Regions from separate parts of the Zea mays genome. Here all the other regions are linked to region 3. A link is a contact called in public Hi-C data. All regions are on one chromosome and are shown on one strand. Each heading gives the region's core, a stretch centred on a gene start, on an enhancer-like site or on the middle of the called end of the contact. The rest is flanking DNA. Distances are from core to core; before and after follow the strand shown.

Region 1 (3,908 bases), core at 1,378-3,877, 190 kb after region 3:
AGCTTATTTTCGGCGGTTCCTGGCCACCGAAAATGACTGTAGCTGTTGTAGTGAATAGGTGAAAAGTACCATGCTTAAAGTCACCTTTCGAGGGCCTTAAGCTTCGTTCTACTTAGTCTTCGAAGTATCTTCGAGCTATCTTGTGCGAAGAAGCCGAAGGTATGTTTCTAAACTTGTTTAATACGAAGGAAGATGGAATAAAAGTGCTAAGGCATATAAGATGAGTTTTATGCTTCGTCATTGTCATTTCATTCAATATTGTTTTATCCGCATCTTCTCTTTAAAATCTTCGTCCTCAAGTTAACCCTTCAGATAAGTGGTAACTTAAGGACCAAGGTTCAAACTTCTTAATTTGTGTTACCTTATTTTTGATGCTATGTAATAATCAAAAACGAGTGACCAACAACGGAGGGAATCACTGGAGACACACGAAGAAACTCCCACTTAAATATAGTAGAGATATGGCTCAACTCATAAAAAACAACTCCAATATCGTATTTTACAATTTTAATCAAAAAAATAGAACACGCCATAAAGTGAACTAAATATAATACACTCTGGACTAGTGCCATATCCTTGTTTTATATATCATCATCAATGTTTTCTTTTCTAATCATGCAATTTATTTTCTAAAATACACCATTTAGGATATAACTATTGAAGCTTAATTTGTTTTCAGTACTCAAAGCATTGTAAATGATGTACTCCCTCCGTTCTTTTTTATTTGTCGTGTTTTAGTACAAAAATGAACTAGCGGACGACAAAGAACAGAGGTAGTAGTATTTTAGTTTTTAGGACACTATTTTCATTTTTAAGACATATTATTGGAGATACTCTATATGCTTTATGCTTTGGACGTGGCTATAGCCCCATGGTCCAGCATCCGCCCCTGATTATAGGCTTTTAAGGTTATACATTCATGTCTAATTATACTTTAAATACGCAAATGAAACCAAATCAACTGTCGACTATTATTTATTAACCACTAATTATGAGATTAAATTGCGCAAAATCAAAATGCACAGCGTGCCTAGAGTGGATAGTTCAATCTGCGGGCCACCAGAGCAGATGGACTGTTGTTGTCGCCTGTCGGTAGATGGACTATGGGTTTACATAGATTGTCCTAATTGGGCTGGGGCCTCGGCCGTCGCACCCACCGCAACAAGTGGGCCAGTACATCTGCTCAGGTGGGGAAAAGATTTGATACAAATGAACACTGCTTTCCAGAGGCGTCAGGAAATGGCTCACGATCGATTTGCACGCAGGAGCAGCATCTTTCCGAGGGCGGCGCTAGGAAAATTCCAAAACCTAGGGGTGTTTGGTTCACTTACATCAAATATTTAACATCAGTTATAACTATTAAATATAGGTTTAATAAATTTGTTTCATCTTTATTTGTATAGTTAATTTTATAATTAGATTATATTTAGGCCCTGTGTGGAGAGCTTCAGTTCAAAACTTTTAGATCTATTTCAGCTTCTTCTATCAAAACAGATCCAGCTCCACGTGCTCCAGCTTTAAAAAAAATAAAACTATAAGCTAGTTTCATGAAATTTTAGAAGCTCCACAAAGTGTGCTTTAAAAATACTGTTTTCATAGCTCTTTCTGAAGTTGCACAAAAATTATCCATCATATCATTGATTACATGACCTAGCGATTCATGTCTCTTTCTATACCCCGCTAATCATCAAGGGTAATTAAGACAACTCATTTAAATTAATTGTATTAAAGAAGTTGTAGTCTATGTGTAAGACAAGTTATCTTGAACCCTGCTTTACCAATATATTAAAGTTGTTTTATGGTGAAGAAGCTGCATTTCTTAAAATGAAACCCTCTTAATAGAACCTTAATATCCATAATTATTAATGAAACATTTGTTGTGACAGCAGTTTTAGTTGAGTGGAACCAAATACTCCACTCGTGGCACACCATGCGGGCGCCGCTTTCTCTATCAGGTACCGGCGTAACAGTCGAGACGAATTAGTTAAATTTTTACTTGTTGCATGCATACGTCGTGCTCACTAAATTATCCTTCGTGCGGCATCATGTCGTGTCCACAATGTATCAATGATTATAGTAGTATATATAGTGCAATAGAGCAGTGGACCATAAATCTTCCATTTAGATAATGGCGGCAGTTTTTTATACAAAGCTCAAGTATATATGTCACAACTTTTGTTGCTCTCTATTCTATTCTATGTATGAACAGCCTTCTGCCACATTTTAGATCCGCTAATATATAGCTACATACAGATGACATTTGTTTACAGTTGGACTAAATAAATATAGTTTAATATTATTGGTTACCGTTCATAGATATTTTCCGTCTGCGTAAGTTTTGGAGTGCTAGTTACGTAACTGTTGGAGGTTTTTTTTTTCCTTTTTCCTTAGAATAAGGATTAGGACTAGAGTTTTAAGGATCTTTTTGCAGATGCTCTAACACCGAGTTCAACGCAAATCTAGATAGGTCTGTGTGCTAAACAAACTATCTCTGCACCAATAATTGGCGCCGTTAGCGTTTCTGCTGGTGCAGGCTTTTTGTTGGTGCGGCGGGCGAAGTAATAGCACAGCACAGCCTGACACGTAGAAAAGCGCGGTGGTGCGAGACGCCGGCCCCGGCTTTCTTGGAATCCGCCGGTGTTCCTGACGTCGCATCGTCGTATTGTATAGCTGGCTAGGAGTGGACGCTTTGTTGTCGGATGTTCGACAGCAGATGGTCTCTCTCTCTATATATATACTCCATATCTGATGCAGGCTGTATCTTCTTTGTTCTCTTCTCCTTCTGCTAGTGCTAGCTGGGGTATGTATAACTGAGATAGTTCCACGCAATCATACAAGGATTCTAAAAGCACCCGCGCATATATATATATTTGTGCGCACGGCGGATATTATATTTGAGCAGCTAGCTAACGCCAGAATTAAAAATAAAGTATTTACATGTGCCTTTCCAGCTCGCGACCTATGAAATTTGGGCACCTTTGTACCGGAACTTTCAGAAGTTGCACAGGCCGCCGGCGTCGTACGTACGCGCAGCTAGGTTGGATTGTCTATCAACACGGCAGCTGTTTAGAAGCGTGCAATGATCGACGAGAATTTGTTAGATTTATAGACATTTTCCGTATCATTTTAATTCCATAAATTAATATTATGATGATGACATATAAAAGATAATTAACCATAGAAATCGTAATCTCAATCATATCCATAACAATATGGATCATGAGAACACAAAGCATATGAATCATATAGATCATATAAATACGATAAACATATAAACTGACTGAACAATTGAAAATAAACAAATAGAAACATAAACAGCATGATTGTAAAATTAAAACAAACAGATATAACACATTATAAGGTAACAGAACAGATGAGATAAACTCTTTGCTATACATGAAACAGTACAAATGCATATATAAAACATATATAATCTGTAGAACGCAAAACAGTAAGGAATTAAACTGATCATACCCTCCCATGCGCTCTGATCCAGATCCTTGTCCAACTTCCTTTGTCATGTCGCAGATGTTTTGGGCAGTCGCGTAGACGCTCCCCAAAAACCTAATTGCCGATCCCCCGTGCAAGGTCTCGAACGGCACCGGCTTCAGAGGCACCTGCCCTCTCGCTTCTCTGTGCGCGCAGAGTCACGAGATGGAAATACCCTCACTCGGCGGCTGGACTGTGATTCTGAAAGTGGTGTGTTCGCTTGTACCGAGTGACAGGGTGCTCCTCTATTTATCCTCTCGCAGAGGGAAGCTGAAGGAGAAAGGTCGCCGAGTCACGCCAAGGGTCGGTCAGCTCTCGCCGAGTCATGCCATGAGTCGGCCAGCACTCGCCGAGTCACGCCATAAGTCGGCCAGCTGAAGGAGAAGGGTCACTCGGCTGGCTGACGAAGAGACAGGGTC
Region 2 (4,028 bases), core at 972-3,471, 150 kb after region 3:
CATCCGCATCGCCGCCGCGTCCGCCTTCGACACCACGTCCGTGACGCCGCCGCTGTCTGAGACCAAACCGAACCCTTGGATGTTAGATCCGAACAGGGAGAGCGACACATGAGGAGGTCGGCGCTGTACTTGAGGTGGCCCGTGTTGTCGGTGAAGGCGCTACATGCAACGTCGCTTGTGGTTGTGCCGGCGGCGGAGAGGGAGCTGGCCATGTCGCGAGGAAGATGAGCGCAGGCTAGAGATCGGCTGCGATGCCAGCAGGCCATCTCCGCGCTGCCACAAAGGCGAGAAGGGAGGGGCAATGTTGGGGGCGTGAGGGTAGCTTGCGACGTAGGAAGAGGGCAGGGGCGAGGATGCGAAGTGGCATCGCGCAGGAGTTTCCCGGCGGGGATCACAAACGGGGGCTGGGGACGCTGCGGCATTTTCAGGAAGGAGGGGGTGGCGGGCGCGCCGGAGACGGACGGGAGCGAAGGTCACGGTGGTGGGGCAGGGTGCACAGGTGTGGACGCCCACAATCCACCCTTATAGAGTAGTAGAGATTAAATTCTCCTTTCTAAACATGCCCTTAATTTGACAAAAAAAATCCGTTATCACCCAACACGGCATTAGCTGAAGCCAAGTGGATCCAAATAAAAAATAAGGGCCAAAAATATTTTCCCTTGTTAAAGACAAATCCTCTACCGCACCAAACCTCTTTTGCTCGATCTGTGTGTATATTGCACTAACATAGCAGTATTCCACTCTGAATTACTATTACAGTGCTTTGCAAGTGAATTGTTCGTTACTCCCTTCACCTTCAAGTTTCGTCATGCTTCATGGTCGGTGCAACTGCTTTCATATTTTATCTCTCTTCTTGTGGGTTGAGTTTGATCGGTGCGTTCTTGTTGGAGGAATTCACAGTAACATGACAATCAAATTCAGATGCAACTGCGACCAGGAGGGGTAGAATGAACCTGTTTTATCTTTGGTTTGAAACATCAAAAGCAGGATTGTACGTGCTTTTAAGTGTCTCTTGTAGGGATAGAATGAACCTGTTGTATTTATAGTCTAGGAACTCAGGGTTGTATCACAAAGTTTCTTAAGTGTCTCTTGTACTTGGAAAACTGAACCAACGTCTTAAGGTTGTATGTGCTCTAAAAGAGACTAAACCATATTAATTCCGTCTTTTGCCACTCATTTATTTTAGTTGCACTAATGGCGGAATAATATCAAGGGGCATTTTAGTTTTCTTATGAGTCATTTAATACGTTCTGAATATTTTGTCTCTGCAACCAAACCGTTTTCGCCAGATAGATTCACTTCTATTAGAGAATCATTCGAAATCACTCCATCAAAAAATCAACTCTCGAAGCTAAATAATCATAGAGCAGAGCTCTACCAAATGAGACTCTTACCCTCCCCCTGTCGTTGCTCACGTATCCGGCGCAAGTCTAGTCGTGAGTCCTCAGCCGACTGTCCTCACTCTTCATTAGTAGGGGTAATACAGTCTTTTGGCGTAGTAATTAATGCACTTTAGTAAGATTTAGTTATTAGAACCAAACATGATACTTTAGGGCGTTTGGTTGGTTAGAAGAGGCGGCCACAGTTTCTATAGTGTTTGGATGGAAGTTAAGTAAGAGTGAGGTAAACATCGGAGTAATTTTTTGGTGGCGGCTTGATCCCAAAAATTAAGGGGATGGTGTCGCCCTTACTTCATCCTATTTTGACCTCAAACCAAACACTTAGGGGGTGTTTGAATGCATTAGAACTAATAATTGTTTGGCTAAAAATTGTTAATGGAATTAGCTAGCTAACAAATAGATATCTAACTATTAACTAATTTACTAAAAATAGCTAATAGATAAACTATTAGCTACGATGTTTGCATGTCTTAACTAATTTTAGTCATTAACTATTAGTTCTAGTGCATTCAAACGTTCTTAGTGACTAAACTTTAGACACTAATTATGTGAACTTGGCCAAATGGCTGTGCTGCCGCGATATGGAAACTAAATAAATATAACCATGTCATTATGTCAAGCAGCTGCAAATAAAGGGAACGAAAGCACGGGATGCAAGGATGTGAGGAACATGATGGTGAGTTGGCGACCTCCACCTACCGGACCAACTACGACAGACAGACGACCTGCCCCCGAGACCGACCGTATCGATACCATTGTCCCATCCCCGCCGGTGCAGGTGGCTCTTTACCAACAACCACTCCCACCCCGACCCACCGTTACATATCTCCATCTCACCCGCGCGCCCACGCGCCTCCACCACGCCATCCATCGCAATGGCCGCCGCCGCCGCGCTCCTCCTCCTCCTGTGCGCCGCGTCTCTCGCGTCCGCAGCCGCCGACGACGGGTTGACGACCTTCAAGGTGTACTTCCACGACGTCGTGGCGGGGACGAACCCGACGGCGGTGCGCATCGCGCAGGCGGCGTCCTCCAACACGTCGTCCACCAACTTCGGCGCGGTGGTGGCCATCGACGACCCGCTGACGACGGGTCCCACGCGCGCCGCGGGCACGGAGGTGGGCCGCGCCCAGGGCACCTACACGTTCGCGGACCAGCAGACGTTCGGCCTCCTCATGGTCATGAACTTCGTGTTCACGGCCGGCGAGCACAACGGCAGCACGCTCTCCATCCTTGGCCGCAACGAGGTGCTCAGCGACGTCCGCGAGATGAGCATCGTCGGCGGCAGCGGCAAGTTCCGCATGGCGCGCGGGTACGTGCAGGCGCACACCATCGACTCCGGCGCCACCTCCGGGACCACCGTCGTCCAGTACACCGTCAACGTCAAGGCCTAGCTACCTGTTACGTACCCTTGCTTGCGACTCCGGGCCGTGGCTTCTCGTACGTCCATCCATATCTCCGGCTGCTTTGTACACACCTTGTCTGTCGTCTTTGAGCGGGATTCGGATTTGCAGAGCCGAATTTACTACTAAAGTTTCAAAATTTCACAGAGTTGTAGGGTCGAGAATTAAATGTGTCGAAAACACGTTAGCGACCATTCTTATATAGTTTTTGTTGGAATTTTGTTGGCACATTTGGATGAATTTTGTTGGAATTTTGTGGACAAACAAACACAAGAAATTAACAGAACCAATCAATCGACAGCAAAACGTCAGTCAGAGCATGGCATGTGGTTGTTGATGATTGCCTCCACTCATCCAGCCAACAGCTAGCAAACGCGTGTTGCTAGTGACTGGAAAACGTAGGTAGCACGCCGATCGAGTAGGAGGAGTAGGTGGGCGACGGCCGACGGGTCGAAAGCGGTGGAGCCGTCGGCACGCCACTCGCTTTCCAGATCCAATCCAACGCGTTTCTCAGCAAAAGCAACCCACTGCATTCGTCCGTCCACGGCCATTACAATTTCGTTTTGCATTTCTGGGATACTGTTTTGTTGACAAAAGTTTGACTCTTATATTTTTTTAAAATTTAAACCGAAATACACTAAAAATTGGAACGAGAATTTTTTTTGGAAACCCGTGTTTCTCGAGTGACAAACTCTTCCCACTCCATTGTCTGGACAAAAGCGCCTAGCCTCCACCAGAAGAGAAATTTGGTAAAATAGAACACTATATGGTCGTCATCTTTAAAAAGTGGGAAATTTGGATCCATACCATTAAAAGATCACCACTTTAGATCCATACCATTACTATCTCACTTACATGTGGGTCCACATGAGTCAATGACATGTGGGGTCCATGGTATATATCTAAAGTTTGGATCTTTTAATGGTACACATGAGTCAATGACATGTGGGGTCCATGGTATATATCTAAAGTTTGGATCTTTTAATGGTATAGATCCAATTGTTCCTTAAAAAGTAGGTCGTAGTTAGGTGAAATTGTAAAAATGGGTCGATTAAATAGGCTACCTTTATCAAAATACCCAACCAACTGTTTAACTTGTCTGACAACTGGGTCTGTATACCCGCTGGACTGAAATGTCCGTCACTTTCTTTTACTCGTTATCGGCGTGTAAAACAGGGACGATCTAAAGATTAGGCCGCTTCAGATTACTGATGCCGCCACGGTCACC
Region 3 (4,132 bases), core at 658-3,157:
GCTGCTTGGATTGCATATAACAACATAGTTATCTAGTGCAGTGTATTTAAGAAGCAAACATGGTTCTATAAGAACTGAACAATAACCATTATCCAGAAAAAATAAACAGAAACTTTGACAGGAATTTTCCATTGTCTATTTTCCAAATCGCTTAATGTCGTCTAGTCATTTGCATCTGAGGAATGAAACTTTGTGCATCCATGTTGAAATCTGGGTGTTTCCCTATGGTGTTTAGGCAGCTACTGCTAAAAAATCAAGGATTTCCTTCAACAGATAAAAGAAACTGGAAAAAATTGAAGTGTTGCGCATTAACAATTCACAATCAAGATATCATTTAGTAGAATGCATATATCCATCTCATACCACTATACTAAAATAGTGCAATTTAACAGTTGTTAGCAGATGCAATGGGCGGAGCAATAGAATCAACCATGTGAGCAACAAACATGTAATCCAGTTGTACTAAAGAATACGACAACCACAGTGCACTCAATACTTAATCTGCAACTAAAAGTGGAAACCCTGACAGTGGTTCGGGAACTCATGTGAAGGCCTAGTAAAACCTGCATTCTAAAGACATGAATAATCAAGCCAAGATATCCCAAAATCCAAATAACCAAGCTAAGAAGTTGCAACAATAACATCCTCAAAAATGACATTTGTTTGATACAACAAAAACATATTGCAAAGGGTGGACAAGCTCCTAGTCCATCTCTATCTGCTTCAACTAAAAGAGGTGCATGCTTCTATGGGTGCAGTGCTACTCCAGCAAACTAAACCACTTATCCTTATGTTATAGTTTTTTGCTTGATTTCCTGATGCAATCGTCTACCTAATATGGCTGCTCAAGTGCTTAACAAAACAAAGTTTAGAGTCAGTTTCCGCATTCCCAAGCATCTTGTACACTTCAGTACCAGCAAGAACTGCTGGAATGTATCCTCAAGCAAGATGGCTGCCATTATTAACTAATAAAGTGCCAGCATTCACTAAAGATGTCTATTTTCCAAGACAACTCCACCCATAAGCTGAATCCCAGCATGAAAACCAGAACAAAGAACAGTTATTGGCAAAATGCTGTAGAAACTCAAACCCCCTCACTTGGATAGATCCATGTCTTGACAGCCTCGTGGTCCAGGGAGACAGCGCAGAGACCATACTCAATCTCCATACTGGGCCGACGAGAGCATCCCTTGCCAGCACGATTGCCCCGACCCGAGCATCCCTTGCCAGCACGAGCTGCAGGGCGCCCCTGACCACCAGCCAGTGCCGGTGCCACCTCCGACGCAGCCCTCTCCTTCTCCTGCTGCCTCCTGGTGAAGGATTCGATGAACCGGTCCTCCACAGCTCTCTCGTTCGCCTGTCCCGAACATCCCTCGCCCGCGCGGACACCCGGCCGCCCTAGGCCGCCGCCGACTGGCTCCACCCCCACGCCCCACGACGCCGCCTGCACGGGCGCTGGAGCGGGCCTCTCTTTCTCTAGTCGCCTCTTGGTAAATGAGTCGACGAAGCGGTCGAGCGTCGACTGCCGCGCCGTGCCGCCGCCCGCCGCCGGTGGCCTGTGAAGCGGCGCCGATGCCGATGGCTCGGGGGGCCGCGGCGGCAGCGGATGATGCACCGGCGCCGGAGTGGGGGCGGGGGCGGGAGCGGGAGCGGGGGCGGAGGCCGACGCGAAGGCGCAGGCTCTGTCGATCTCCTGCACGGCGGCCTCCCAGTCGAAGCCCTGCGGTTAGGGTTACGTGAGCGGGGCGCGACGAGCCGAGGCGGAGAGGTTTGGGGGGGTTGGGGCGCTTACGTCGTCATCGTAGAAATCGACGGAGAGCCGCGGTGGGACGGACATCAACCGCTGGAGCGTTGGAGAAGCTCGGCGAAGGTCGGGGAATTTGGTATTCTGGAGGGCACGTCCAATTTGGGCGGGTAGATTGAAGAAGACGATGAGCTAACATGGGCTACTAGACCACGGGTATGGCGATAGGGCTCAGCTACGGATTGGCGGCCCGGCCCAATTTCTAGCGGGCTATAGGGCTCAGCTACGGATTGGCGGATTGCATGTCTATGATGTATTTTATTTACTCCCTCTCTTTTATATTATAATTCGTTTAACTTTTTTGTGCTAAGTTTAACTGGCCCGTCTTATTCAAATTTTCTTGAACAAATGAAAAATTCAAAGCCATATTTAAAATATATTATATGATAAACAATATCATAGTAAAAATTAACAATAATTATGAAAAAAATTAATAAGACGAGCCAGTCAACTTAGATAAAAAAAGTCAAACGAATTATAAATTGGAACAGAGAAAGTATATAACAAAAATGTTCAAAAATTGAAAAGTTGCCTTTCAGCAAACATGTGGCATATATCATTGTATTAAAAAACATTTTCTACACTTCCAAGATGTTTTTCAAGAACCTTAATAAAAGAAATTATAAAGAGTTCAGTTATTATATGACTTGTGTTCGTACCAGTGTTGGTCACATGTTAAAGCTCTCGTGGAAAACCATAACAGGGTAACACAATTACCGATGAATGCAAGAAGGCAAGAGAAGAAGGAAAATACGATGAAGAAGGTAAATGTATAATTCAAATGTAAATGGGATTGGCAAAGGGAATAACATCATAACCAAAATCATTCGTTTCCTTTATCATATAAGTTTCATTACAAGATACATTCGGAACGAACGTAGGCTATCCGAAGGTGAATAGGCTAAGCCCTTCGAAGGTAGTGGGAGTATGTGGATTGCTAAAAAGTGTTGTGTGCATGGTTATTGTTCACCTATTTATACAAGTGCGACTTTATACACCTTTGTATAAAATTACAGTAATGCCACATTCCTATAAATGGGATCTATAGTAGTAGTGGAGGGTGTTTTTGTCCTTTCTCCCACAAGACGTGTTGTGTACGTCTTCTTGAGCTCCTTCGTCTTTTTGTTGCTCAAGTCAAACAAAGATTTACCTCTCTTGTCACTTCATGAAGCAGGTATCGAAGCTTCATTTCCTTCATGCCGACGAAGCCTCGCTTCTTTCTCCATCTTAACAAAGTAGACAATCAAAACATGTGGAACCTGCCTCTTGAAACCTAATTAAAACATCGAGTTTCGTTACCTAAGGACCTTCGGCAAAGTCTTCTCCCCAACACCGAGCAACTTGATATCATGGCCGCTCAAAATTATAAGGTTGTTCCGACCCTCACCATTTGTAAAAACAAACTAAAATTTGGGGGCCATGGCCCCGAGGTGTCCTAGACTTCATGGAGCTTTTGGACTTATTGTCAAGGCCACCCAAGACCCTCCATGAGCCCTCAAACCTTTAGGTAGAGCCGGCCCAAGGCCCATGCACCGAAGGCGACCGCCGGGGGGGCCAAAAAAGACAGGGGCCCAATATCTAATATGTAGTAGGGGTAAGGATGTAGGCTGGCATGCTGTTTGTCCCTAGAAGCCCAAGAGCTAGGCTCTACGTCTCCATGCACAATGCGCAGGACTATAGGAGTCCAGGAACCAGAACGTCTACTTGTCTAGATGCGCCGCACAGGAGTTCAGGGCTAGACGCTGAGACGCACGATCAGCCAGGACAGTTGGACACCAGCCGCCGCCGCCACTCCGCCAGGCTCTCGACTTCCGGCCATCGGCAACCTGCAAGTCTGCAACCAGCCAACCAAGAGGCCACAGGCCAAGCCGCCCAAGCGACGAGCAGCCGAGTCGATCCGTCATCTTCCATAGCGACACAATCTAGGTGAATAGGTGATTTAATTTACTGATTTGGTGATTTCCTTACACCGCTTCATATTATGTAGCGTACTAGCCGCTTAGATTAGATGTTTAAAAAATATTTTTAGTGCACATGTCATACATGATACGTGTTCTTTAAAATTTTAATTATTTGCTTTTCTGATTAGGTCTTAGATGTTGCCTAAGAAATCATTGTCAAGTTATCAAAAAAGAAAAAAAGAGAAAACATGAAGATCAATTGGTTGAATCGCAAAAGGGCGCTTTACATAAGTTCTTTAATATTGATGTGAACGAAGTTGAAGGGCAGGAATCTGATCCTGCTGATGATCATACGCAACAGGACCATGATCATGAACGTGATCATAATTTAAATGCAGAAGGTAAGATCAGTGAAGATGGTTCAATG

Evidence for each region. Hi-C and Micro-C count contacts between places; a contact is called where the count stands out from the background.
Region 1: a contact with region 3 is called in a Hi-C map of ear, with 3 times the contacts expected there. The contact joins the enhancer-like site here to the promoter of LOC103654570 in region 3. A contact is called at or near these places in 3 of 25 Hi-C or Micro-C datasets (ear, leaf and tassel).
Region 2: a Hi-C map of tassel shows a contact between it and region 3, with 2.1 times the contacts expected there. The contact joins the promoter of LOC100282529 here to the promoter of LOC103654570 in region 3. A contact is called at or near these places in 4 of 25 Hi-C or Micro-C datasets (ear, endosperm, leaf and 1 more).

What each region holds. Positions count from the first base shown.
Region 1 is chr4:212,764,935-212,768,842 of Zm-B73-REFERENCE-NAM-5.0, reverse strand. No RefSeq gene overlaps it. Among protein-coding and RNA genes, the nearest start is that of LOC109945927, 26 kb to the right of the region's middle. Within about 2 kb of position 2,627, at least 15 of the 20 cell types and tissues checked have an H3K27ac peak or open chromatin away from gene starts, as enhancers often do. A contact at or near this core is called in ear, leaf and tassel, where this site is marked.
Region 2 is chr4:212,802,897-212,806,924 of Zm-B73-REFERENCE-NAM-5.0, reverse strand. LOC100282529 reads left to right here and starts at 2,221. Exons shown (of 1, transcript NM_001155437.2): 1 at 2,221-3,015. The coding sequence starts at 2,276. The coding sequence ends at 2,791.
Region 3 is chr4:212,952,922-212,957,053 of Zm-B73-REFERENCE-NAM-5.0, reverse strand. LOC103654570 (DEAD/DEAH box RNA helicase family protein) reads right to left here and starts at 1,907. Exons shown (of 22, transcript XM_008681414.2): 1 at 1,793-1,907; 2 at 1,099-1,720. The coding sequence starts at 1,837.